Linked DNA regions of Mus musculus: region 2 is linked to region 1. A link is a contact called in public Hi-C data. All regions are on one chromosome and are shown on one strand. The core of a region is the stretch at or near the end of the contact, and the rest is flanking DNA. Distances in the headings are between cores, read along the strand shown.

Region 1 (5,228 bases), core at 306-2,805:
CTCATCTGTGAGTTATTTATACCAACTTCTGGTGTTATCTCTTGATGACAACATTTATAGTTTACAACTTCCCTTCCCTATAGGCCAATTACAACACTGAGCAAAAAAAAAATACTGTAATTCATGGGATCTCTCAGTATGGGAAGTTGCAGAGGTCGGGCTTGAATCCAAGTCCACCAGTGTTGCAGATCCTGAAGACCTTTGCCACAGCGCACAGGGGCTTTGCTGGCCAGGGAAACTGCAAGAGGCCTGAGCTGACTTTAGCGAGAAAAGCCATGGAGGTAGAAAGGCCTGAATAAGGTGGAAGTGTCATGGAAGCTTTTGAAGAAAGTGGGTCTTATTCCACGCCAGTTCTTAAGTGATACTTTAAAGAGGACTTTGGGGGAGGGGACTATGACAGTAAGCAGCAGGCAGAGGCAGCAGCGACTTACGTGGAAGAGAAAAGAAGGTTCCTGCTTGGACACAGTAGATAGAGAAAAGGCAAGAGGTAGTGGTACCGGGTCTTAAATAACAGGCTGTAGAATTTAGTCTTATAACCCCAGAGCGTTCCCCAGCAGGGATGGGCAGGGATAAAAGCAATATTTGGGAGTAAAACTCTCTGATGGCTGAATGTGACATGAGTTCTAGCAGAAAGAGAGTGGCCAGGCAAGAAGGAAGTGGACCCCAAAGGAGACACAGGGTATGGAGGTTTTAAAGCAAGGAAGTAACAATTTTCTGCCCAACCCAGTTGCCACTGGGCGCAGATGCTGGGATCAGAAACACATGCACATCAGCTCACAGGATGTTCACCACAACCCCAGGGATGCAGCCTCACCCCATTTTAAAGAAGAAAGAACAGAGGCTTGCTAAGTATCAAGTTGGGCCTATGAATGCAGTTTGGTCTGGTTGCACAGTCAATGCTCAGAGGCACCAGACAGAGATCGTAGTGGGAGCTCTGCAGTCTTGGTAGCTGGCCACAAGCCTGAGACCTCATCTAGGAAAGGGGGCGCTGCTAATCCACCACAGGGTGCCAGGCAGCTGGTTTAGGAAACACAGTCTGCATTTGCAGCTTGGAGAGGACTGTGTTGCCACCCACACCCCTGGATTGAATCCCAGCCGTCTGAGAGAGCAGGAGAAAAGAGAATCGATCCTATCTGGCTCCTCAGATAGGCACCATGTGGCTTTGCTTTGAAGACCTGGGTTACATTATAGCTTAGCCCACAAAGGGCCCTTGTGATGCCTGCATGTGACCCGGACCCATTGGGATGGCACCTCTGCCGCCTCCTCAGCTTTGTGGTTGACCAAAATGTTCAGAATAAGATTTTTCAATAAATGGCTCATTCTGCAGTTACTCTGCAGAGAAAAAAAAAGTCAGGTCACAGGCTTCTGAAATGTCACCCCTGCATCTGTCCTTCCACTGCTGCAGAGGCTCCAAAGCCGAGAGCTGGGTGCAGAGAGGTTCGGCGCGCCCAGACCATCTGTTGCATGGCTGAGAATACTTGAAAGAGCCGTTTCTCGCACAGCTCAGTGTGCGCGTGGCCTCAGCCTGTGGCCCTGGCTCTCACCAGCGCATTTTTGGGATTCTTTTTTTTTTTTTTTTTAAACAAGTCACATGTGTGCACAATTTAAAGAGACTAAGAGCTGTGTGGAGCTTGATGAAAGTTAACAACATTCTCTGACTCTCTCTAGAAGCAAACATTTCCCCCAATTTTAGTGAGATGGATCTTAGGCTGTCTCTAAGTACTTAGCTTATATTGCTTCTCTTTGATTCACCCTTGTTAGGAATTACCCACTGTCTCCCCACTGTGGAAGATGAGGATTTAGCTGACACTCATCACCATCCCTGCCCTCGGCATGCGCATGCTCCTTAAGTTCCTGGTTACATATACTCTTGATACCCATTGCTTTTGTTATCTCTGGCAAGGAGGCATTATGAGTGACTCATAGTCTAGTAGTATAGCTTCAAGACTTTACTTCTGGGAGAACATTTTTTTTTAGTATCCTATGTATCTCTCATGAATCCAGAGGCAACCTCGCCTCCAGCTTTGTCAGCCTCCTCTGCTGTGTACTTTAAGCCGTTACGTGTCAATCAAGTGAAATTCCCAGGAAAAGTTGTACCTACATTAGACACCGCAGGACTGACTGTTTACAATTTCAATGATCATGGAGATTTGGAATGTTCTAGGCACAAAGTCAAAGTATACTGGGTATGTTTAGCTCACCTAGAGAGCCATGTATTGCCTACCTCTGTGTGTGACTAAGATCCTTGTGACTATTGCATAAATCCATTTGGAATTTATGAACAGACCCCAGTCTTCCAAAAGCCCAAAGCTAAATTGCGATTAGCCCGGCTTGCTGTCTAACTGCCTCCTTGATGGTCCACCGGTGTATTTAAAGGATATCCAGAGAGCTGGAGAGACTACTCAGTGGGAAATGCACTGGCAGCTAGTCTAGAGCAGTGGCTTTTAACCTGTGTGGGTCGTGACCCCTCTGGAGTAGTAGAAGGACCCTTATGAAGAGGTAGCCTAAGACCAAGGGAAAACACAGATAATTACATTTATGTTCCATAATAGTAGCAAAATTACACTAATAAATTAGCAACAACATAATTTTATGGTTGTGGGTCATCACAGCATAAGGAACCCTATTAAAGGGTCACAGCGTTTAGAAAGATTAGGAAGCACTGTTCTAGAGGACTATGGCTCAACTCCCAGCACCCACATGGTGGCTCAGGAATTCCATGACTCTAAAGATCTGATGCCCTCTTCTAGCCTTCAGAGGTACCATGTGCACGCACACATGTAAAATACCTAAATGTGTAAAAAAGTTGTTCTGAGTTACGATTACTGCCAAACTATAAAATCATCATGAAACTGATACCTTGTTGGAATGTGGTATTTGTAGCAGCCTGGATCTGTGTTTCTGGGCCATGGCTACTTATTATAATTGGCTCAAGAATCACTTATCTTTTATTCACTTTGTTGTGAGAACTGGTGTGTGTGTGTGTGTGTGTGTACATAAATATCCCATCAATTGCTTTACACAGGAACCTACCCCTAGCTCTGGACCTGGGATCCCACAGACCTGCTGCCCAGCATCCACCCTGGTTGTCCCTGTCCGCTCCACCTAGTTTTGAACCTCCAGATCCCCATGCCCAGTAGCTCTCGCTTCATTTACACCCGCAGTTTTAGTAGATCTTTGGAGGGCCTCTTTCTATCATTTCTGAGAAGCTCTTTATTGCATAGCATCTAAGACAGAAGTCTTTGCTTGGGGCCGATCTTATACCCAATGTTGTTAAAATGCATGGTGCCATTTGAGTTTTGTATCTTCTCCATACCTGTTTCTTACTTATGCTTTTGCTCTTTAATGTCCTCTCCAGACACTTTTGGGTTTCTGTCTTCCCGTCGGGGCTCTGAAGTTTCATGACGATGTGCTTAGCATGGTTTATGGCCATTCCCTTTCTAGCTAAAAAGCACTGTTCTTTTAGTTTGCGGGAAATGGTTTTCAATTGCTTTCTAGAATTTCCTGTTATTTGGATGTAAATCTACTAACCAGGTCCTTGGTTTCTCTTATGTTTCTCTCTTATTTCCTATGCCTATGAGATCTTGTACTTTCTGGAACATAATTTCAAATTGGTCCCCAGAACTTTTACTATGCTAAAATCTCTCTGAGTTAAAAAGGAAGAGAGCATCGTGCTTTTATTGCAACTTTGCAGTTATCTCTTAGAGCTTCAGTTTCTGGTCTATGTCTTTCAAGATGTTATTCTCTCTCTCTCTCTCTCTCTCTCTCTCTCTCTCTCTCTCTCTCTCTCACTCACTCACTCTGTGTGTGTGTGTCCTGCCCATGTGTGTGGAGTGTATGTGCAGGTTTTTCACACAAATGTCTGCTATCTCTTACTTGTTTATTTACTTCTCAGCCTGACTCTCCCTCCTCTCCTCCCATCCACTCTTCCTCTTTCTATTCACAAAAGGGCAGGCCTCCCATGGGTAGCAACCAGCCCTGGCATATCATGTTGCAGTAAGACCAGGCACCTCCTCTCCTATTAAGGTTAAAAGAGGCTCAGTAGGAGGACAGGGTCCCAAAGGCAGGCAACAGAGGCATGGACAGGCCCTGCTCCCTCTGTTAGGAGTCCTACCAAGCTGTACAATTATATGTGTAGAGGGCCTAAGTCAGTCACATGCAGGCTTCTTGGTTGGCTCAGTCTGTGAGTCCCTATGGACCCAGGTTAGCTGATTCTATGGGTTTTCTTGTGGTGTCCTTGACTTCTCTGACTCCTACAATTCTTCCTCTCTCGGCTACCATGGGATTCCTTAAATTCCATCTAATGTTTGGCTGTTTGTCATTGGATTTGTTCCCATCAGTTGCTAAGAGGGAGCCTCTCTGATGACAATTGGTCTAGACATCACCAGTCTATGAGCACACTGTACATTCTTAAGCGCTGAGCTGTCTCTCAAGGCCATGGGCCCATCAATTTTAAGTGTGGGGGCCTAAAAAGTTCTTACTGACTGTGGGATTCTCAATCAGGTGACTCAGCTAGAGATAACTGATACACTAAACTGGTGAATTTCCCCACAGGTCCTTTCCTAAACTACGCTCTGGAAACTGATTTAAGAGAAAAAGACTAGTAGTTAGAAGTCTATTTGGTTAACTTGCATCAAGGAAAGCTTTCCCTTCCCTCAGCCATGATGTGTCTGGTATTCTGCACACATTTCCTCTCCCTTCATGAGGGACTGAGCTCTGGCTTCCAGCCTGGTGCAGGGTGGGGGACAGCAAGCATAAAGGCTTGTTCAGGAAAGTTCAAACAGTCTTTCTCTGCTTTTTTGGATCTTTGTTTCCAGAGTTATGCCAGGCTGCAATTCCTAGGCCTTCTGGTAGCTTCTTGGTTCCCATAAATGCCAGCTTAGGATACTGTTTCCTGAGTCTAAAGTCTTTCTATTTTCTAGCTTCTACATTTTCATTGCTATTTTTTCCCTCTAGCAGATTGACCCTTTAAAAAGCCATTCTGTTGAATGTCTAGGAGGAAACAGGAATGTGTGTGTTCATGCTGCCATCTTAAATGAGTAGCCTTAGAGAGCAGGCTGCCCTGTCGTCCTGACTACCTCCCTTAGTCATCTGGGGCTCCTGGCTCTGCAGCAATGCTGTGAAGTGGATTCTGCTCATCTTGTGTGGTGGCTGCCAGTTTCTATCAGGTATGGCATGCTTTCCATTAAGAAAAGAACATGGGGCCATGGATAGAAACAGAGGGGTTA
Region 2 (5,217 bases), core at 2,410-4,909, 290 kb after region 1:
TTCCTCTCATGGACTATTCTGATAGTCTGCCCATTTGGGGTGGCTGGCAGCTTTCTTCTTAAATTTCAGAAGCTCTATATTCCTTAGAAATACTCATATTTAGTCTATGATATCACTGGTTTTTAGCGGATGAAATGCAAGGAACCATGAGAAATCTAGCATGATTACTGATGCACCCCCCCCCTTGACCCAGTAACTTCCAGAGGCACTGGACTTGACCTTGCTGAGCTGGTGAACTACAAGTTCATTACTGCTCTTTTCGTTATGAAGAAATAAGTAAGTAAATAAATAAATCCTTAGCCTTAAGGCAGTCAGCTTTTTGTTTATGTATTGCTTTGGTTGCTTGAAGTTTTCATATATATTCAAACTACTGTAAATATGTATTTAAATGCTTTCTCTTTTACAAAGCAGGTCAAATATCTATCCTTTCCTTTGCCTCTGTCATTCTTCTCCTCCTCATTTGCCTCTTATTCTATCTTCCATTCTCCTCACATAACAATTTAAAATGCAGGCTCTGATGCAAAGTCTAATGTGAATTTCTCAGTGCACAACAAATGAGTTCTCTGGTGGCGTAGTTTAGTTTGACTATGTCCTCCACAAGTGCTGGGAACCTAGTCTTCATGACGGTGTCCGTCAGGCAGAAGTAGATTGCCTTCATGGTCCAGCCACGGGTGAAGGAATTAATGGATCCGTGGGTTACTGCAGAAGTGGCTTTAGGGTAAAATGAAGCTCTCATTGGCACACTTGCTGTCTCGCTCCGTCTTGTGTCAGGTTAAGATGCTTAGAGAAAGCCCTCGCCAGGGAGTGGTGTCAGCCTTCAGAACAACAAGCCAAATCAACTCTGCTCTTCACAGTCTACCCACTCTGTGCCACAAAGAACAGATGTAGATGCTGGGACGTATAAGGGGAAGACAAGTGGTCAGAGGGTTTCAGTCTGCTTCTTGTCCTTCTTTTAGGAGCAAATACACTGAGATAAAAGATAGGTTATGCAGCACTGGGGACAGCCTGGCTGCTGACACTATGCCACGTTCCATGGGAACTTTGGAAATGATCAAGGTATGAACAGGCTGGGCCCTACCTGTTTTCCTGTCCCTGATCAAGCTCCCTGGGTTTTTTAAAAAAATCTTTGACTCTTATCCTTTCACCCATATGAACCATATCTTTCTCCCTCATCTGGGTGAGCTTGCGTATTTCAAGACATCTGTGGTGTGTGTGTGTGTGTGTGTGTGTGTGTGTGTGTGTGTGTGCTTCCTCACTAAGGGGGTACAGGTGCTGCTGCACACTGGGCTGGAGGGATGAAGCAGAGCCCAGAACAAGTGGGGTCTGGAGGATCTTAGGCCTGCTAGGAGTGAGTGCTGGGGTAGGGGCTTCTCTGAGGATTTTAGGGTTACCGTTCTCTTAGATGATACTCAATGGAAGAGCTCTCTTAGATGATCTTGAGTGAAACATCTGGTGCGAATATCTTTATTAGGGGTGGGCTTGTACACATTTTTTTCAGGGTATCCAAGGGCTAAATATGAACCTTGGAGAGTGGGCAGGAGTTTTCAGGATGAATGTAAAATTATTGGCTAGAGCTTAGTGAACGATGAATGCGTGGTGAATGCGTGAATGCGTTTGTATGGAGAGGCATTCCAGCAATCTCAGGTACTTGCTGGGCGGGTTCTTACTGGGAAAGAGGAAGTTGCCAAGAACTACTCAGCCTTCCCCAGGTAGAGGGTATGTGTGGGGTGGTCAGGCTCCCCAGACAAGGGGAAGCCCTGCTGGTAAAGGGAGTCCTCCATTTTGTGCCAAGCTCAGAGGAGCTATCTGGTCATGGGAGACTGTGACCTTCATTAGCAAGGTTTCCCTACAGATACCATGTTCAATTTAGGATTGTGTTTAGCATATCATCTAGAAGATCCTAAATTCACTCCTCGTCTGTGGTCTCTACCCAACAAAAATGAAAGCACTGGTACTTAAGAATTTATATCCTAAGTCATGTATTACAATGCCATCTGCAGTGTTAAGAGCTGACCTGCCTTAGTTAGGGTTTCGTGATAAACACCATGACTGAAAGCAACTCGGGGAAGAAAGATCTCTTTTGCTTGCACTTCACATCACAGTCCATTACTGAAGAAGGTGAGGGCTGGAACAGAAGCAGAGGCTGTGGAGGAATGCTGCTTGCTGGCTTGCTCCTAATGGCTTGCTCAGTCTGCTTTCTTATAGCTCCAAGGACCACCATTCAGAGGCGGGCACTGCCCACAGTGAGCTTGGCCCTCCTGTATCTGTCATTGAGTATCACAAGCTTGCCCACAGACCAATGAAGTGGGAGCATTTTTCTCAGTTGAGCTTCCAAAATGATTCTAGCTTGTATGAGGTTGACAGAAAACTACCATTCTTGTTTGTGTGGCACTTGGGATAAAACCCAGGGTCTTTTCCATTCTGGGCAACCAGTTTACCACTGAGTCCCATCTCTAGCCCAGTTTTTACTTCTTGTAAGAAAATTTTACTTATAATAATGTGTGTGTGAGTGTGTGTGCATGTGTGTGTGTAAGTCTATATGAGTGTGGGCGCACATGTACCACAGCAGATGTGTGGAGCTCACAGGGCAACTTGGAGACAGTTCTTTTCACTCTGGGTTACAGGGATTGAACTCACATCATCAGGTAACTGATAGACCATCTCATTGGCCTCAATTCCACTTCGAGGCTCTGCAACTGGAAACAGGAATATTTCTCAACAGGTCAACAGGTCCAGTAAACGCTGGTGCTTCCGGACCATGGGCATTGTGTTGCTTCCTCATGATGAGCAGAAGGATCTACTGTCTTGAAAAGGTGGCAAGACCCATATACTGCACTTCAAAAGCTGCTGTAGGAAGATGGACACTGTTCGCACGTGTGTGTGTGTGTGTGTGTGTGTGTGTGTGTGTGTGTATGTGTGTGTCTGCATTTATGTGTGTACTTATTTTAAAAAACAAAGAAACAAACATACTTACTTGAAGTCTGCAGACTTTTTAAAAATGTATTTATTTATTCATCCTTATTTATGTGCACACATGTATGTCTCATGTGTGCACATTCCCTTGGAGGCCAGAAATGGTATCAGATCGCCTGGAGTTGGAGTAATAGAGAATATGAGCTGCCTGATGTGGGTGCTGGGAATTGAACTCCAGCCCTCTGGAAATCCAAGTTATCACTTCAGCTGTTATGCTACCAATACTGTTCTTCTTATTATAGTAATATACATTAAAACAAATAATACTATAATAACACCATTATTATTTGAAGTAAGCAGTGACAGATATGTAGGGAGAGATGGTCTTGGACTGTTACTACTGAGGGTAGTGTGGCAGAAGAGAAAAATGAAAGAGGAGACAAAATTGCTACTTTCTGCAAAATGGAAACATTATTTATGGTAAAAATTAAAATGGAAATGTGGAAATTAGCATCCTAAGTTATAGCTATAATATTATAATGAATATGGAAAAGTTATACAGGAGTGTGGAAAAATTAAAATATTGATTTAATTACATGAGTAGAGCTTGGGCAATTTTTATCTAAGACTCTGTGGCTATTTCAATGTTGTTTTTCCTAGCAACTATTTCAACAGGAGCTCAGTATAGCTCCCGGCGCACAGATACTCAGTAGACGTCAGATGTTGCTGCAGATGCTTTATTTTGAGGCCAGCTTCCCAAGCAGCTTCATGTTCTTGGACTCCTTCCAGCCGCCATGGCTCCTCACCGCAGCCTCCATGGTTCCTCTCTCTATTGCTGCAAGGCTAGCCAACAGCCTTGTTTACAGAGGTGTCTAGTCCTGTGATGCTAAACTCACTGCCTCGAGCATGGCAGTACTGAGGTGTGGGGTCTATTCTGAATTATCCCGGTGACCCCTTGTAAGCACAGAGATCTCTGTGAGGGGGGAGGCAGGAGCCAAAGCTAGGTGGAGATGCCATGCTGATGGGAGAAGGCTGGAGCAACGTCCACGAGCTAAGGACGATGGGCAGCATCTGGGAGCTGGAGAAAGAAGGAATGGTCTCCCTTGAGCTGCAGGAAGATCCCTAACAATACCTGTATCAGCCGCTTTTCTCCTTGCTAAGGCAAAGAAGCAATTTAAGGAAGCAAGGGTTTATCCAGACTTACAGTTAGAGGAATACAGTATGCCATGGTGGAGAAGTCATGGTGGCAAAAGCTAAATAGGCTGGCTGGTCACATTACATCAGCAGTCAGGAAGCAGAGAGTAAAGAGGAAAGTGGGGGTAGGGGAACCTCAGTCACGTACTTCCCCCAGCAAGGCTCCACCTCCTAAAGTTCCCATAACCTTCTCAAACAGGGCCACCAACTGCAAGCTAACACAAGTACCTGAACCTGTAAGGGGACATTTCACACGGAAACCACACCTGACCTGCTGTGACTTGTTTTAGACAGGCTGTGAGACTGTAAGAGGCTCTGTTCTTTCAAACTACAAAATCTTAACAATCTTTTACATGACCCAGAGCAAACTGATACAGGAAGGCTGGTTAAAACGTGTCTTGGTATTCCAGTTGCCTGTATAACTCCATCTTTCATGATTAACGACACTAAGTACCACATTGCTTTCTGTCTGAATTCCTGTGTGACAGAATCCCAGTTTCTTCTCGGGCAGATGAATGCCCGGGGAAACCTGCAGACAAGGTGTATGCTCGAGAACACAACAGCACACACACATATTTACATATGTACAAATGACAGAAACAAGGATACGGGAGGAAATGAGGCAAAATATTAGCAGTCGTGGAAAGATTAACTTGTTTTTTTTTTGTTTTTTTTTTGTTTTTTTTTTTTGTTTTTTGTTTTTTTTTTGCCTCGGGCTTATAAGGATATCTCCAACAAGCAGTTATTACTCTGATACAAAAAAAAAAAAAAAAAACCCTTAATTTTAATTGGTTAGAGATGAGATCGTCTAAGTATTTATACCATTCTCTGGTACTGCAGAAGTAGTCATGGGGGCTCGAGAGGTGGTGGTGAAGTTTGTGAGTGGATAAGATTCGGAGTAGGGCCTGGAGAGATCTGAATTTGAGGACAATAGCAAGCAGAAGGCATGCCTGGTGAGGCCTGATGTAAGCTGAGAAAAAAATTATGCTTTGCCAGGTGTAATGGTTCAAATGAGAATGGCTCCTGTAGGCTCATATATTTGAATACTTGGTCCCCAGTTGGTGTGACTGCTTTGAAAGGATTAGGAGGTGTGGTCTTGTAGGAAGTACA

Evidence for each region. A called contact is a pair of places that touch in the nucleus more often than the background predicts.
Region 2: a contact with region 1 is called in a Hi-C map of cerebral cortex, with 2.0 times the contacts expected there. The contact joins two enhancer-like sites. A contact is called at or near these places in 1 of 484 Hi-C or Micro-C datasets (cerebral cortex), 1 of 115 datasets of contacts at active chromatin or transcription factors (double positive thymocytes) and 1 of 9 other capture datasets (embryonic stem cells).

The regions. Positions count from the first base shown.
Region 1 is chr2:101,982,161-101,987,388 of GRCm38.p6, forward strand. All of the region lies in intron 4 of Ldlrad3 (low density lipoprotein receptor class A domain containing 3), which reads right to left. Among named protein-coding and RNA genes, the nearest start is that of Gm39888, 7.2 kb to the right of the region's middle. Within about 2 kb of position 1,556, at least 105 of the 459 cell types and tissues checked have an H3K27ac peak or open chromatin away from gene starts, as enhancers often do. A contact at or near this core is called in cerebral cortex, where this site is marked.
Region 2 is chr2:102,269,817-102,275,033 of GRCm38.p6, forward strand. No RefSeq gene overlaps it. Among named protein-coding and RNA genes, the nearest start is that of Gm34268, 25 kb to the left of the region's middle. Within about 2 kb of position 3,660, at least 5 of the 459 cell types and tissues checked have an H3K27ac peak or open chromatin away from gene starts, as enhancers often do. A contact at or near this core is called in cerebral cortex, where this site is marked.